2 separate regions of the Mus musculus genome follow, and region 1 is linked to region 2. A link is a contact called in public Hi-C data. All regions are on one chromosome and are shown on one strand. Each heading gives the region's core, a stretch centred on a gene start, on an enhancer-like site or on the middle of the called end of the contact. The rest is flanking DNA. Distances are from core to core; before and after follow the strand shown.

Evidence for each region. Hi-C and Micro-C count contacts between places; a contact is called where the count stands out from the background.
Region 1: a contact with region 2 is called in a Hi-C map of muscle stem cells, with 2.7 times the contacts expected there. The contact joins two enhancer-like sites. A contact is called at or near these places in 2 of 484 Hi-C or Micro-C datasets (muscle stem cells and nephron progenitors) and 1 of 115 datasets of contacts at active chromatin or transcription factors (astrocytes).

Annotation. Positions count from the first base shown.
Region 1 is chr13:32,493,629-32,496,917 of GRCm38.p6, reverse strand. No RefSeq gene overlaps it. Among named protein-coding and RNA genes, the nearest start is that of Gm40876, 30 kb to the right of the region's middle. Within about 2 kb of position 1,522, at least 35 of the 459 cell types and tissues checked have an H3K27ac peak or open chromatin away from gene starts, as enhancers often do. A contact at or near this core is called in muscle stem cells, where this site is marked.
Region 2 is chr13:32,258,250-32,261,571 of GRCm38.p6, reverse strand. All of the region lies in intron 1 of Gmds (GDP-mannose 4, 6-dehydratase), which reads left to right. Among named protein-coding and RNA genes, the nearest start is that of Gm52055, 26 kb to the right of the region's middle. Within about 2 kb of position 1,606, at least 31 of the 459 cell types and tissues checked have an H3K27ac peak or open chromatin away from gene starts, as enhancers often do. A contact at or near this core is called in muscle stem cells, where this site is marked.

The DNA of each region.
Region 1 (3,289 bases), core at 273-2,772, 240 kb before region 2:
TGGACCTTCTTAGCCCCTTTGCCAACACAGACCACCTTGCTTCTCATTCTGATGAATCTGAACAACGAAACCATGTACTCATCCTTAAACAAGATGCGCTGCTGGGGACAGTGCATACCTCTAGGGAGGACAGGCTTTCATCCTTCTTGCATAACACAGACTGGTGAGGGGGAAAGCCAGGGTCCTGTGAAGATCAACCTTGTCTTTCCACTGTGGTCTGCTGCTCCCCGCCCCCAGCCTCTTCTCTCAGAAGCTGTTCTACTCCAACAATACCTCTGTAGATGCCCTCCCCAATGAGAAAGAGACACATTCCACAACTATCTTCCACCCAGATAACTTTGCTAGGTTCAGGTTGCAACCACAGTTTCCTCATCCTTTCAAGGCCCTAGTCCCAGTGAGTTGACATTCCCCTAAGCTCCCACCTCCCACACAGCTCACACTACTCTTGCGACTCTCTTTGTTCTATGGAGGCCTGGAGGACAGGGACACATGCCCATCGTGTTATTGCTTGGAACAGCAGTTGGCACATTATGAGCTTGCATGTGTTTGATGAATGAGTGAATGATGGGTAGACAGAAGGCAGGGCCACAACCCTGTTCTACCCAAGCTCAACTCTCACTCTGAAGGAAGATAGGCATCCCTGCACTTCCCTTAGAAAATGATGTACGTGAGCCCTGGACCTGCACGACTAGAAGACACTGAATGAGAGCACCTTACGTTTCTGCCCATTTGGCAGCCCCCACATGGCCTCCCACCATCAGATGTCTCCCTCAGCTTTCAAATCACTAAAGGCATGCCTTCATGTTCCCCCAGATAATTCTTCGTGCATAAGCAGGGGTCAGACTCCACCATGCCCACGTGACAGATTAGATTCTGTTCTTCGGGGCTTCCCACATGGTCTCTCTGTCACACTGTGCATGTATGTTGAGTGGGCAGCGCAAAGAGAGAGCGCTAGCTTTTGATTTCTCTTCTTCCTTCACCACACTAACCTCTTCAAGATGCCTCATCTATGATTTCAATCCAAACCACAGAAGTAAAATGCCAGGCATAGTGGAATACCACCCCACTGCCTGCAGTCTCAGCTCTGGGGAAGATTGTGAGTCTGGGTTACAGTGAGACCTTGTTTCACATTTTAAAACAATAATAATAATGAAGGAAGAAGGAAGCAAGGAATGAAAGGAGGGAAGGGGAGCAAGCGGGGAGAAAACCACATTTTCTAATTTACCATTTTCTACATATTACAGTTGGACGTGGAAGGCGACACAGTGAAGGCGGTTCTTTTCCCTGTAATATCACAGGTCCTTATAAGAGGATATCAACTATACACGGGACAGCTTCCCAAGTCAAAGAAGCTTAACAAGAGTGGGCCATCAACACTAACCTAAGTCCTACTCTACTCTGAAATCTACCCTAAGATTGTCCAGGGAGTCACAGGACCCACTAAGTTCACTGTGCACCTCTCCAGTGTGAAATGATATGGAGACTCCAGTCAGCTAAACACTTCTTGTTTTCTCTTTAGTAAATGAGTATGTGTTGGCGATTTTTTATTGCGTAATAAAACCAGCATGAAATGAACTTGCTCCAGTTTGTCCCCATTCTTTAAAACCACCGTGCCTTCCTTCTCTTGGCCTGTTTTTTTTTTTTTTTTTTTAATCTGGCATCCTGCCTTGACCTCAGCTTGGTGTTCAGTGGAGCGATGGCCACAGCCTCAGGCAGGAAGCTTCCGCTGGGTCAGGGTGTCCTGCTGTCTGCCCATTTGGGGATCCGCATGGTATGGACAGACTCTGGGATCAGTTTGCACCCCAGGGGGAGTTGGCCTCTGTGGATATTGCTTTTATAGACTGCTTGTTTCTGGCTCTGCTTTTTTTTTTTTTATTATTACATTCCTTTGCAATTCTAGCAGCTGTTTTTGTCAAGAGTCTTAATAAAGTTTGAACTGTTAAGCGAACTTTATGGAAATTGGTCACAGAAGTGTATGTGGCACCTTTAGTGAAGCAGAGGCAGAATTGCCCCTGGCCTGCAGTGACAAACAAGCCGAAAAGTGTAGGTGAAAGACAGTCACTTGACGGTGGATTTTTAACCTGGATTTCTCAGAATCTGATGTCTCCCGAAGTATCGCTTTCTTTAACTCTATTTAGCACAGTTTTCAAAAGTGTTTGGTTACACAGCCTCACTTAAGGAGCGTCGTTGAGGGCTGTGAAAGGGTTACATTTGCTTGGCTTGGCTTCTGTCCGGTGCTGCTTCTCCTTGGAAGTCAATGCTTGGAAGAATCAGACTTAGAGACATAGCAGAATCATCGAGTCTAAGTTTCTAAAACCGACTAAGATGCTACCAGCTTCTTCCTTTTATGAAGCACACTAAAACATCACCCCTCTCATTCAGTGTACTCATCTGGCAGTGACCTTAGCTTGATCCAACAGTGTCCTCTGAGCCCAAGAATCTGAACTCCTTCCAAATACACCCGACTTATAATTCCCCCCTAACACTTCACACGCCACTGGGGTGGAAGAATCATTTGCCAACAGACCAAAACTAACTGCTCGTCTTTCTTGAATGTGACTTCACACACGTTCTTGAATAAAACAGACTTAAGAGAGCAATAAACTTCGACAGGTAGCCCACCCTCCCAAATCCTTCCTTACAATGAGGCATCAATGGGACACTTTGAGAACTCATTTTGCCACCAACACTAAGTAAAATGTCATCTAGCAGCACTACTCTAAGAGAAATAACCGACTCTAGAGTAAAAGGCAAGTACTTCGGGCTTAAGACATGCAAAACGCAATGGTGGGACCGAGAAGCTTATGAAACCTACACTTCACTAACACTTGGTGTTGACTCAGAGTCACGGTTGGAATACTAGGTGACCCCAGAGGCCAGCCTAAGTGTAGTAGTCACGCTGGGGAGGAGGCATTGCTCCCAGACTTCAGTGACTATAAAATAAACAGACATCTCTGCCCTGCCAGATGGACAGGGTAAAGGGCACAGCAAACGCTTAGATGCTGTGGGACCTGAGTCAGCACACATCCAGCTCCTGGATTGGCTGCTGAGATCTGCAGGGGATCTCTCTTTCCTTTTGTCCATCATGATCTGCTGCAATATAAGGGAGGAGAACAAACAAGATAAAGAGCCTTCCGTTCTTCGTGACGATGTCTTGCTAAAACTCACTGAAGACGATTTTCAATCCCTTTCTTAATCCCCACCTAGAATTGGAGTACACTTCATATCGTTTTTGCTTTTTAGAAAAACTAATGGTGCAAGCCCAACCCATCACTTCTGTTGATAACCT
Region 2 (3,322 bases), core at 357-2,856:
CAAAGTTGCACAAACATCCAATCTTTTGAATATTCTGTAGTTTCAGTTATCACCAACTCTTAATCCAGAGTAATTGCTTGCTTATGATAGGTGGAAATAATTTCATTGACCAGTTTAGAATTTGACGTGCTAAGTTTGCACATTTAAATGGACATCAAAAGATGTTGAGGACAATGCAGTAAAAGGTAATATCTAATCTGATGTTGGACTTTCCACTCTTGAAACTCTGTGGAGACAGCTTTGTAGAAGTTTGAGAAGTGGACTTAAGAACCAAAAACATAATACTGAAAATTTTAAGCATATTTCGACCTTGATTGGAAGTTATTCAGTTTGTTGCTGTCCTTGTTTCAATGGCACTGATCTCTAAGTGCATGTTTCTAAATGGAAATCATTTGGCAGATCTTTATCATCTCCTATAACATATTATATAGAAAAATTTTTGAAAGAAATGATAAATTACAAACTCTAAGAATACTGTGGTCTCTAAATATTTTTTCTTGAGCACATTGCTATTACTGTGGTAGACTTTCTGTCTCGCATGCACACTACATGAAGATAGTCTTAAAAACATTTTTCTTCCACTTCCAGTATGTAAGGTAATTTAAAGATAGATTGAAAGACAGAAGAAAAGGTAAAAGAAAATTCATATGGCCCCAAACCTTGGGACTTAGTTAATGCCCACAGTTCTAGTTGGGATCTGCTGTGTCCTGAGTCTTCCCACAGCTTGTAAAGGTGGCTAAAAATAGTCACAGTTGGGTTCTGTCGACCAACAAATAGGGAAAGCTGGAGGTGTGTTGGTGAAATATACTTCAAAGTAATTTATTTTGACGCTTTTAAAAGGCTTCTTTGTAAATGCACTTTTAAATAGTAGTTCTGTTTCCTTGAATCTACGCAAAAGCATAAAATAGGCTGCATTCAGGAGAACTGGCGTGGGAATATTTTGAGCTCAGTTTCTGCTTGTGTTGGGACAGCTGCTCCACTTGTGCACTGCCCTGTAGCTTTTAAAAGCCCTGAGTTCAGGTGGCTAGAACAGCTTTCTCTGGCTGAGTTTTACACAATTCTTACGTGCATGTTTATTGTGTGCCTGTTCACAGGGGTGTTGTGGTTAAATTATCTACCAATCAGGTTTTAAATAAGAGGAAATGCATATAAATGAACCAACATTTGCTAGTGGTTTGAGCTGTTCTTTTAAAAATACATCTTGTTCTCTTTGCCCTGTTTCTACAATTTCAAATTCTTTCTGTTTACATGATTGGCAGTGGAACCTGGACCTTGTGCACATTGAGCAGGCATTTGTCTACTGATTATATATAGATCACTGCCATTGTATTTATGAGGAACTATCTACCTTTTCTTTTTTATTCATATATAAAATGTCTAAGGTAGCCTTAGGCAAGCAAAAAGACTGTAGTGCTTTTGTTGTTTTCTGGTTTTTTTTTTCCTGTGTTTTTATATTGCTGAGTTTTTGTTTTCTTACTGGTGAAATAATGACATTGAGTTGACCTTTAGAGTTTTTCCAGTGTCGTTTGTGATTCCTAAGAGTGGATTGGTAGTGCAGTGGCATCTGGGCCAGGGATGTGCTGTGTAGAAGGGTAGTCAGTTATTCACCTCTGGGCTGTCTACAGAATTTCTGCTTAGTCATACATGGTGCTTCTCTGGGCTTCCTCAGATTTTGGGATTTTTCTCCCTAAATGATACTTCTTTTCACACAGTTGAGCAAAACCACACCAGGATGCGATGTTTTAGTGAGTCTATGTCGTCAGTACTATTAACTTTCCTAGTTGTGAGCCCAAACCATAGCCAGAGGAGGCTTTTGAGTCTTGTGTTTACACTTTGCTGCCCTACTTAGGACTTCGAAGTACATGTTGAGACACTGAAAGACCCATTAACTGGAGGTTTTCACACTACAAATCTGTATTTACCACACTCGGCTTAGTCACACCAGCATTTAATTTATTTTGGATCAGTCCCTCTAGCAAGGAACTTAAGGTTTTACTACTCCAAAAATGCTTTTGAAAGTTATTTACTCTCTTGCTCACTCAACATTCTGACAAAAATGTGAAAATGCTCCCAGGAATAGTAAAAGTGTGTTTCTGAACACTGGGTTGAGACAGGAATTTAATTCTATGGTTCTGGTGCCCCAGTTGAGAATGTGTAGCATAGAGCAGCCTTTACATGGGGTTGCACACATGGTTATTTTACATTAGGTACTTCTAGCATATTTCAAATTGCATTTGTATTTAAATACTTTTTTTTAAAAAAGAGAAACTGTCAGCAGCACATCTGTTCCATTATGTTTAAAAACGTGGCTACTTTTAGTTTCTAAGTTGCTGAATTATCTAGTATCATGGGAATTATTCTAAGCTTACAGCATTTACTTGGATACATTTATATATATATATATATATATATATATTGAGCACCATAGAGAAAAATTCTGTATTTTCAGTATGATATGTTTTGTAAGGATCTCATTAAGAAATGAAACTCTGTGAACAAACCAGATTATTGCCATTCTCTTGATGGGTGCTGTTGGCATATGGGTAGGGATGATAAATGAAGTGGATGCAGCATGATGATCTCGGAATGATGCAGAGGTTTCCAGTGCCTTCACGCCAGACTAGAGATAATTAATGTCAAAGTTCCAAAATTATAGCAATCTCATGTCTGTACGTTTTTCTTCCCCATTTGGAATATTATCAAAATATCCTTTTGGAACAAGTAACTGGAAACTTAATGTTCAGAGTCTCATGCATCTCTTTTGGGCTGGCAACCAGTATCACGTACCACTGAAATTAGGGACTCTCAACATGCATGTGAGAGTGAGGGAGGTGGGTATTGCTTTCAACTCTTGGCACTGCCTGCCATGTCAGAGGTTTCAGTGATTACCGTTTTGATTGTCTTCATGAATTTTTTTTTTTTTTCAGACCATGACTTTCACATTTTGGCCAGCTGGCTACTTTTTCTTTAGGCTTCATCAAAACCAAGCAGTTTTCCAAGTAATTCTGTTTTTGTCTTCGGGCAGGTGACGCACTTGGGAAGAACAAGGCAAATAGGATCCCGTTTTCTTTTGCTTTCAGTTCTCCAGTGCTAGTTCACACTATACCACATCTGTCAGCAGCGTTTGCTTTCCAGCCTTCCTATCCTTGGAGTTCACATTCTTTCTACCAAGTCTGTCTCCTTCCTCCGTTCTGCTAACTGAGCTCCTTTGCAGCTACAGAAGATAAGCTCATCATCCTTGAGAGTGGTTATTGTTACTGTCATTTTTGGCATACTTTTCCAAATAGCTAAGTCTTTTTCTGCTTTCTGTTTAAGGAGAAAT